Linked DNA regions of Mus musculus: region 1 is linked to region 2. A link is a contact called in public Micro-C data. All regions are on one chromosome and are shown on one strand. Each heading gives the region's core, a stretch centred on a gene start, on an enhancer-like site or on the middle of the called end of the contact. The rest is flanking DNA. Distances are from core to core; before and after follow the strand shown.

Region 1 (5,074 bases), core at 568-3,067, 610 kb before region 2:
TGCCACGAGGGAGTATATAAGTGTGGGCCATACAAGGGTCTACCCCAGGAACAGCGGACTAAAGAGAATTGTTTCTGTTTGATTACAATTCATAGCAGATTGATACTTGCAAAGGCATTCATGTTTGGGGTTCTGCCCCCCCCCCTACTTCTTAACACTCTAGCCTGTGATACTGGTCAGGCATCTGGTGTTTGTTAGATGTCTGGGGAGCATCTCCCAGCATTCGAACGATTGCAGGGAGGGAAGGCGGTGGGGCACAAACTGGCCTCATCCGCTTTACAGCTTCATTACCAAGCTCCTCACATACCTGTGCACATCTGGAATGAATCTCCAGGTAAACCTCTTGGGCTCTTTCTCTAAAGAGTAACTGTAATTATTAGGGCTCTACCCAAATTCAGCTTAGACTAGGTATGTGGCTGAACTTCAGCCAAAATCCTGTGCCTCACTAAAAGAGATTTTCTTTTTTTTAACATCCAATTACATAGGAGGGGTCTTTCCCCTACACATAGGCAGTGGGGTTCCTGATTCTCTTTGCCCAAGGCTTCTATTTATGCCCCAAGGAAAAAGACAAAAGACTCTAGGGAAGAAATAGAGATAGTCTGGAGTTACCACAAGGTTTCCTGGTACCAATCTCAGAGTTTTAATACAGATCACATGACATATGAACATTTTACAAAAGCTAGGTCCTTTCCCCTCTAAGCACTACCCTAAACTTTACATTAGCAGCAAGAGCAAAGCAAAGCAAGAAAAAAGAAAGAAAGAAAGAAAGAAAGAAAGAAAGAAAGAGAAAAAGAAAAAGAAAAAGAAAAAGAAAGAGAAAAAGAAAAAGAAGAAAAAGGAAAAGAAGAAAAAGAAAAAGAATCTGTGAAGAAATCAACAGCTGCCCACTTCCTGATTATTCCCTTTATATGGGCCAGAGTCTATCCACTCAACATAACACTTGTGTCTGGGAACCAGTCAATGGTGGGTGCAATGAGGCAGACTAAGACTTCACGCATGCAGCTGTTTGAGCAAACAGACATGCAGCTAACTGCACATCACCCCAGTGTGACACATGAAGCTGAGAAGAAGTGTGAATACAAGAGAGCTCAACTGGAAGAAGGATGAATGGAGCAGAGTGGTGGACGAAGGATTCCACTTAGAGATGGAGCAGATGTGGAGTTCTTCAAAATGATGCAGAAACCAAGATGGTCCAGGAAAGTTTTAGAGATTTGTGTGGTCCTTATCTTTTTCAAATGGATGGGTTATTCTGAGTTTTCCAAATCTATGTATGCTACGTTCCCATAGGCATTTTTGCTTCTCTTTACAGCATCCATTTTCAGAGGGGAATACATTGTCATTTCTTTACTTATTTATTTATTTATTTATTTATTTGTTTGTTTGTCTCTTCCACTTTTCTCCTTTCAGACAGTCTGGCCTCAGGCTTACTATGTACCCAGGGTGACACTGAACTCTGGTTCCTCCTGCTTCGTGGTCCCTGTGCTGTGTTTATGAGCCTGCCGTGCCACACTCAGTTTGCCGGGGATTGAACCCAAGGTTGCAAGCATGCTAGGCAAACATGACGTTCTGAGCTTCCTCTCCAGTTCCTGCAATGTATTTGTTTACTTTAAAAACTAAGAGAGACCCAAGAGGAGGAGGAGGAGGAGGAGGAGGAGGAGGAGGAAGAGACCTTAGGGAGTCTTGAATAGTGCCTTTGCTTTTTTGTGAGCCCACATAGCTAAGGTCAGAGTCAGCCTCTGCAGGTGGTTCACGTTGGTTCTTACCCTGTGCTGTCTGCTCTTGAGTTTGTCTGATCTGCACCCGCAGCTGTTGTGTGAGCTCCTCTTCCAGGCTCCTCCCTTCCTCTCGACACCAAAGGAAGTGAGGCAAACACATTGTAGCAAAGATAAGGAGGTGAGGCAAACACATTGTAGCAAAGATAAGAAGGTGAGGCAAACACACTGTAACAGGGATTGGGTCTTTTGGTGGTTTCTCGTTAGCCTCATAGTGTTTCATTCCATTTTACTTCTGCTTCTATAGTTAAATAATTTCAAATGTTCTACATCTTTGAGCTTCATTGAGTCTATTGTTGAGACTATGGTTGACATTTTTGTTGCTTTGTATTTTGTTTCAATAAATTGATCCAGAATTCTTAGTGTTATCTCTAGAATGTCCATGCATTGCTTAACAGATTTCATTTAATTGGTTTATAAGGATTTATTTGTCTTATGTATATAAGCACACTGTCGCTGTCTTCAGAAGAGGGCATTGGATCCCATTATAGATGGTTGTGAGCTACCATGTGGTTGCTGGGAATTGAGCTCAGGACCTCTGCAAAGAGCAGTCAGTGCTCTTAACTGCTGAGCCATCTCTTCAGTCCCCCTTTTAATGTTTTTTAATCTGTGTATTCTAGGAGCTTTCTGAACTTCTTTAGGACATTATCCTGAATTCTGTGTAATTTCAAACATCTCTCTTTCCTTTGGAGCCACTGCTAGAACTTTGTTAGGGTTTTGTGGAGTTGCCATGATGATCCAAGCCTTTATAATCCCCCATCCTTACCCTGATGCCAGTAGAAAAAGGGGATTTTGGTTTTGTGGGTGTCTTTTGAATAGAAGAGAGCCACCATTAACCTAGACCGATTCTGGATGGGCCAGCTTATGGCAGCCCTGGGCAGGTGTGTGGGTGGTTTGCTCCTTATGATTTGGATTTAGAGGGGCAGCTGGCTAGATTCAGCTTTCTCGAAAGACCACTGACCAAGCTCCACAAGCAAGCTGAACTGCCCAGTGAGCTTAGATGTCTCACCTCATTTCATCAAGCTAAGGAACTAGTATATTCCATGGCCAACCAGTACCACTATTTTAGTTCAACAAGTAGAGTTGTGGAAGATGAAGGGCCGGTGAAATCATGAGGATCAACAACAGCAGCATTTTCGTTCACAAGAAATGCACAACTGAGGTTTAATTGCTGGAGAGGTAACGCCTCAGTGTGAGTGTGAGGTCATATGATACATACTATTCATCTTCTAGGAATGATACAGGCAGTCTCTTCTCTCTGAGAGAATCAGCTTCGGCAGTCATGATCTCCCTCCCTGGTCAGGATCTAGCAGCAGGAAAATAAATGTCAGATCTGTGTTATAAACTCCCAGATAAGGCACAGGGACCTATTGCTCTTTGCCAGAATTAGCTGCGGAGGTTATGTGCTAGGATCACAGGCCTTTGCCATGACACCAGGCTTCATGTTACCATTCACCCATAATTCCTGTGCCTTGGCAGGCCCTGCTTAAGTGTCGCCATGAACAATTAAGCCAACAGGACTTTTATAAAAGGGAGTTTATTTGGGACGGGGAGGAGAGGGTAGAGGCAGAGGAGGGAGAGAGACAGAGAAGGACAGGGAGAGAGGGGAAGAGAGGAAGAGGACAGCTGAGAACACGTGGAAGGACATGTGGGGAAGAGAGTGTGTAGGAGAGGGAGGGAGGGAGGGAGAGAGAGAGAGAGAGAGAGAGAGAGAGAGAGAGAGAGAGAGAGAGAGCAAGCAAGCTGTATAGTCCTTCAACAGAGCCAGGCTCATACCTAGCTGTTGCTAGGTAACGGTTGGGTGGAGCCTAGAAGAAACTAACAGTTCCTTCTAAAGGCTCTAGAATTGTTCTTTCTTTCCTTCTTTCTTTCTTTCTTTCTTTCTTTCTTTCTTTCTTTCTTTTCTTTTCTTTTCTTTTCTTTCTTTCTTTCTTCTTTCGAGACAGGGTTTCTCTGTGTAGCCCTAGCTGTCCTGGAACTCACTCTGTAGACCAGGCTGGCCTTGAACTCAGAAATCTGCCTGACTCTGCCTCTGAAGTGCTGGGATTAAAGGCATGCATCACCACTGCCCGGCTTAAGGCTCTAGAATTGAGCCTTAGGGTTTTTTTTTTATTATGTCCCTTCGATTCTTTGCACATGCGTTCACTCTTTGTGTTGTTTGTTGAGGTTACACATGCCTTCCAAGATAGACTCTGTGGATTTCTGTTTGTTGCTCTTTTTATTTCACCATAAGTCTTGAAAGGAGAAAGAGGTGAAAAGAGAATTCTTCTGCCATCTTCAAACTCATATTTTAGTTTAAAAGCCTGAAAATTGCTTACAGAGTCTGAAAAATTTCAACCTCTAAGTGGTTTACGCTCTCCAACAGTGGCCTCTTCCACTCTGGGGTCCATTGTGTTGAGACTGGAGTGTTCAAATACAAGATCATCTTTGGTTTAGTTGAATTTGTAGACGTTTGGACCAGTGCTCTATGCTAGACACCTCTCTCCTAGGTAGGGTTTTCATTGCTGTGATGAAACACCACAATCAAGCACCTTGGGGAGGAGGAAAGGGTTTAGTTGGCTTCAGTGGAAGCCAAGTTACTGTCCATCATTCAAGAAAGTCAGGACAGGGACTCAAACAGGGTGGGAACCTGGAGGCAGAAGCTGATGCAGAGGCCATGGAGGGGTGATGCTTACTGGCTTGCTCAGCCTGATTTCTTACAAAACCCAGGAACCAGCTCTGGGATGGCACCACCCCAATGGCCTGGGCCCTCCAACATCAATCACTGGTTTAAAAAAATGATTTACAGCCTGATCTTATGGAGGCGTTTTCTCAATTGAGGTTCCTCCTCTCTGACAACTCTAGTTTGTGGCAAGTTGACATAAAACTAGCCAGAACCACCTCTAACTAGCCCATGGAAACAGCGTTCAGAAGAGAACCAGAACAGATGTCTCTCACAGGAACTATTCTAAGGTTACTGTGGTACCCTCTGGTATTTTGTCCTTTCCTATCCCCAAAGAAAGATGTGAGTGAACACTTTTACACTCATTCAAAGGGAGGTTTTTCCAGTCCTGGTCTCTTCAGAATTTTACATCACTTCAGTTTTCTTTCACCCTTGAATTCACTTTGGCTACTCATACTAATACTGTCCTACTGCGTGTAAGGGATTGGCGCCTTGTTATTATTATTTCATTTGGATGTTGCAAAGGGTTTTGACGTCTTTTGGACACTTGAAAGAGAGAAATACTCTTAATTTCCCTTATAGATGAATGCTATTATTAAAAGTATAAAACTCTTTGCCTCCTGGATCAGGAGCCTGGAAA
Region 2 (5,278 bases), core at 2,033-4,532:
ACTCTTATAAGAACAACATTTAATTAGGGCTGGCTCACAGGTTCAGAGGTTCAGTCCATTATCATCAAGCAGGGCAGCATCCAGGCAGGCATGGTGCAGGAGGAGCTGAGGGTTCTACATCTTGTCCTGGAGGCAAACAGGAGAAAACTCTTCCAGGCAGCTAGGACAAGGGTATTAAAGCCTATGCCCACAGTGACACAACCGCTCCCTCTTCTCTCTTCTCCTTCCCTCCCCTCTCCTCCCCTCTCCTCTCTCCTTCCCTCCCCTTCCTGTCTGTCCTCTCCCCTCCCTTTCCTTTTCTCCCCTTCTTTTCTTTCCTTTTTCTCCACTCCATTTTACCCCCAACTCAAGATGATGCAAATTTCGGAAAACCCCTTAATGAAGTAACCGAATACTTCTCTAAAGGAATGCAATTTGAAACACTGGGACAATGCCTTTATTCCCATTTCTCAAATAGCCGAGGTGGGGAATGCCAATGTGCTTCACTCACCTGGACATCATCTTCCAGCTGCTGCTCTGGGTGGGGCAGGTCTGAACAGCAGCCCAGCAGGAGGCTCAGTGCTGCTCTGCAGTTCAAGCCACCCAGAGGAAGGCTTTCCATTCGTAAACCACTTTCAAGTACAAGGTTTGCAGAGACACAAACAGGAGCCTCTTTCTTTACCAGATTTAAAACAAAACACTGGACAAACTGTGAGTGACAAAGGATTAGAGACAGCCAGTGCAAGGGAGGGAGGGGCCTCTTCTTCCCGGAGAGAGACTTTGCAAGACAAAGGCGGCGAAGAAATAGTTCTGGGAAATGATTAGTGAGCTAGGCTTTTTATTTTTAATTCAACCTGGACAGCGGTGCCCAGAATTCTCCTTGGGTTTCAATGAGCGCTAAACCCTTCATTTTCTAACACATTGTAAATGAGGACCTTATAACTAGGTCCTCGTAGCATCTTAATTTAACAGTTTAATGGTGAACAAGGAACTTGAGATCCAAGATCATGCAGTGATACAACATTGAACGCACCTAGGATGTGTCCTCTACTGCGAAGTTCTCAGTATAACCTTGTTGAGGTTATTAATTTATTCAATATCTGTGTGCCTAGATCTAGGCTAGATTATTATTATTATTATTATTATTAGTAGTAGTAGTAGTAGTAGTAGTAGCAGTAATTATTATTATACAGGGTCTTACTGTGTGTGTAGACCCAGGCAGTCCTCAAACTCACAGAAACATACCTGCCTCCTGAACGGTGAGATTAAAGCCCCATGCCATTTGTCTAGATTTGAATCTTTATAGTAGGAAGTTACAACTTCCTTGCATAGTAGGCACACATCTTTTCAGAATTAATGCAAAAACCAATTCGAATGGATGTGTGTGCAAATGAGCCGACTCTTGAGTGCTAAGATGGTGGTAGTTTTTGCAGAACACGGGTAGAATAACATTTTTTTCCTGTGAGATCAGTGAATAGTTTCTATGGATGTGGTATTTTCTGTGAATGCACAATATTTTTGAATTTCCGTCAATGTGAAACTGGTGAGTTTGAATATGGCAATCACAATGTGGCAAATTTCAGGGGAACGTTCTACTGAAGAGTAATGGTTGTAAGTCTTGTTTAGGAGTTTAAAACATTTTTGAAAATCCGATGAATGCTAAGGATTCCTGGGGGCTGGGATGGGGTTACAGGGGTGGGGCTCAACTCTACATCAAAAAAGGGAAACTCGTCCTAGACAAAGATTCCCAGAAGTAGAGAGCCATCTCTTACATTGTTTCCTTTTTCTTTCTTCTGTGACATTTAGGAGAAAAAAATGCAACTAAAGAAGCACTGGAAGAGATTTTTATCAGAACTGGAAGTTCTACTCCTGTGAGTGTACTTGGTTCATCTTGGGGTCTTAGAGCACAGGAATTGGCATGGCTAGCATTTAATTAGCGTGGGTTGGATGTTAGAACATTAAATACAGTTTTGACATCTGCTTTGGTGTTCTCCTTAAAGTGCATTTTAAAATGTATTTTGGGATGGAACAGAATCCGTGATATACTTGGACATATTGAAACAAGAAAATGTCACAAGAAGTTAGGTGAAATCCTGTGTGACTAACATGGCCGAATGGTAATTCTTAGCATCAGAACACTTCCCCTCCCTCAGAGAAGTCTCAGTTGAGACAGCGGTTTCATCGGAGTGGTTCTCTTCAGAAAGTTTTAGACAAAGAAATCCAAGGCTTTTGATGTGCATATGATTTTCCTGGGAATTCATTCATGGTCTGGGAGTCCTGGGAGACAAATTTAGATGGCTTCAGTTTTATATAAATTCATAAGTACAGCTGTGCAGCCTCCCTCACGGAGGGACTCTAACCCTGTGAAGTTCATCGCCCTTCACAAAGGAATTCTTTTTCCTAGTGCTTTTGATATGTGATGTACGGGTGGAGAGGGAAGTAGGGAGAGCAGACATTATACAGTATCCAGTCCCTTTCATAGCCAGTACCAGAGACTAGAATATTAGACACTAATATTAATAGCTAATCAAACTCTCAATCCAGAAATTGTAGTAATAGATTTTTTTTTTGCATTCAAGTTTTACTTGTTTATGAAGGTAAGATTCAGACATTTCAAAATCTGAGATGCCCAAAAGGGTAAACTTAGAGGAGTGTTTTCCCTCACTACCTAGCTGATTTTTTTCCAAAGGCAACCTTATTGCCAGCTTTTAAAAACATATTCTTGGAGGTGTGCTATGAGTGTGCAAGAACATTTGGGCGCAGCTACTCATACACCCTGAACCGGTGCACCGGTGCGCCTTATATTCCGGGATCTTTGACACAGAGTGGTGCAGAGGAAGCTCCGTCCCCCCTCACCCCCCCCCCCAGCCAGTTGAGCTCGATTAGCCCTGGAAATCAAAGGAGAGACAGCTGTCCCAGCTAGATCACCCTCACACCCACGGTTTGGTTTCTTAGTTTCCTCCTTTCTCAGTTTTCTCCTTTGCAGCAACAGGTAGCACACTGTTTGCCTTGCTGTTCTGTGTGTCGCTGACCTGCCTTCTATTGAGAGGCTTAAATAATCTTTCTTGACTCAAGAATGCAGTAACACCCGTGCTATCTTAAAAGAAAGAAAAAAAAAATCATTGCCAAGGCCAGCGTTGAAGACATTTTAGGACCTTAAGGCGTCAGATCTTTTGTTTACGTTTGTGATGTGTCAATCAAGTTAATTTTTACATGTGGTGAGAAACAAATCCTCTTTCCCTTCATCTTTCCATACTATCAGTCACTGAAGAGATGTTTCTTTCCTCTTGTGTATTTCTTACCTCCTAGTCACGGTTTTAGTTGAGGGTGTACTTAGGGCTTGGTTGTTTCTGAACCCTCTGTTCTGAGGCACTGACCTGGAAGGGCTGCTTTCTGCCAATGCCCACCGATTTGATTACTACAGCCTTTCGATGTTGCTTTGAGAAAGGGTTCTGCTCGCTCACCTTCTGCTCGTTCTGTAATTGTGTCAACTGTACATGTGTACATAAGAAGAGTATATTTGTGTTTGCAGGAAGTTCACTATAAAAGAAGCAAATAATAGACCTTTACAAGTAGAACATTCCTTACAGCTTCATCGATTTTAATGTTCTCAAACATGTCCAAAACACAGTAGGCATTCAGAATATTAAACTGAATTTGAAAAACACAACATAAACCCCATTTGTCTCCATTTAAGGACCAGGCCTAATTTTGAAAAGAAAGCCCTAAGGCACCAGCTCCAGGAACAGACCATAAATAAGATCATAAAACTCTCTCCCAAAGAACAGCCTGGGGATAACCACAGAAATGGAGAAATAGCTTATCTCAGAATGGGCCCTCTGTGCTCAGCAGCCTTATCTCATTCTACAGTTGCACACTCATAACACAGGAATGCAGACTGCTGACCACCTGTGACCCTCTAGAACCCACCAATGAAATTTTAGATTACCCAATCCTTCTAGAGAGTTCACCCCATTCTCTACAAGAAGGCCTGTGCACCTCTGTCTGGGGTCCCCATTTCAAAGAATAGTTGTTTCTGCAGAATAAATGCTCTTTGTTTTTGCATAGTGTCTGGGTCTGGGGGTCTTCAGCGATTTTTACAAACTCACAGTATTGGGAAATTCACATTTTGTGGCTGTGACAAGACACATGATTAAAAAACAACAAAACAAAACAAAACAAAACAAAACAAAAAACAACGACTTAAGAGGCTGAAGGTTTGTTTTCGCTTGTGGTTTGAGAGGACAGCGCATCATGGCAAGAAGTCACTGTGGTGGGATTGCAAGGTAACTGGTCTCATTGAGTCCAGTCTGGAAGCACAGAGAGATGGACTCTTGGGCTCAGCTTGCCCTGTGCTTTCGATTCCTTTCGGGACCATCAGTCCATCAGACGGTGCTGACCGAAAGCTGTGCTTTTCTGAAGCTACAGTGAAGAGTGACGATTAGGGGATTCTAGCCAGCAAACAGCTCCGGCAGGCCTTGCCCTGTTCCCCTATTCCCTCCGTCTTGCTAAAAACCATTATGTTCGGTTCCTGAGGCTAGCCATCATGGCCTAGTTCCTTATTTGCCCACTTTCTCCTCTAAGGCTAACTACCAAGGTCCAGCTATCAAAAGCTCCCTTGGGCTGCCCTAATTAGCCTGTCCAATCAAAATTAAATGCCTCAGCCTAACATGAGGTTTCTCCTTTTGCCCTTATAAACTGCCATTTACCTTTGGGCCACAGTCTATCCTCTGTCTATTCAGGGGCAGTCCTTCCCACCCCCACCCCCCAGACAAATACCCCTGTTCCCTCTCCCTGTTTCCTTCCCCTTCTCCCTCGTCCTCTATCTCCTGTCTTTGTCTCTTATTCCCTGCCTTCTGTCCCTTTGGGAAAAATAAATTTCCTTTGTTCTGAGAACTTGGTCTTGGGGCTTCTTGTCCCTTCCACTATCATGCCTGGACTATACTGACCTTCATATAACAATGACATCTAAGGAGTAGAATTTATTTGGGCTAGATGGTTAATAACTGATTAGGACAGGAGCCTAAGATATATATAGATATGTGTGTGTGTATATATATATATATATATATATATATATATATATATATATATATATATATATAGTACACTAGAAATCTGAAATCTAAAATCAGTGTCATATTTTTATAGATGAAGACGCTATTATGTGGATTGTAGATAGTAATCCAAGCTTTGTAAAGGCATAATTGTCCCTTGCCTGTATGTAACTGGGCCTTAGCCCAGCACCCTATGTAGTAATGATCCAGCAATGGATGGATGAAGACAGTCTTCTCTAGTC

Evidence for each region. Hi-C and Micro-C count contacts between places; a contact is called where the count stands out from the background.
Region 1: a contact with region 2 is called in a Micro-C map of the G1E-ER4 cell line. The contact joins two enhancer-like sites. A contact is called at or near these places in 1 of 39 promoter capture datasets (hippocampal neurons), 1 of 484 Hi-C or Micro-C datasets (the G1E-ER4 cell line) and 1 of 115 datasets of contacts at active chromatin or transcription factors (pancreatic cancer cells).

The regions. Positions count from the first base shown.
Region 1 is chr10:120,772,319-120,777,392 of GRCm38.p6, reverse strand. The region is part of intron 2 of 4921513I03Rik (RIKEN cDNA 4921513I03 gene); the gene reads right to left. Among named protein-coding and RNA genes, the nearest start is that of 4921513I03Rik, 9.1 kb to the right of the region's middle. Within about 2 kb of position 1,817, at least 24 of the 459 cell types and tissues checked have an H3K27ac peak or open chromatin away from gene starts, as enhancers often do. A contact at or near this core is called in the G1E-ER4 cell line, where this site is marked.
Region 2 is chr10:120,166,890-120,172,167 of GRCm38.p6, reverse strand. It overlaps Irak3 (interleukin-1 receptor-associated kinase 3), which reads left to right. Exons shown (of 12, transcript NM_028679.4): 6 at 1,786-1,850. Among named protein-coding and RNA genes, the nearest start is that of Gm34545, 5.0 kb to the left of the region's middle. Within about 2 kb of position 3,282, at least 31 of the 459 cell types and tissues checked have an H3K27ac peak or open chromatin away from gene starts, as enhancers often do. A contact at or near this core is called in the G1E-ER4 cell line, where this site is marked.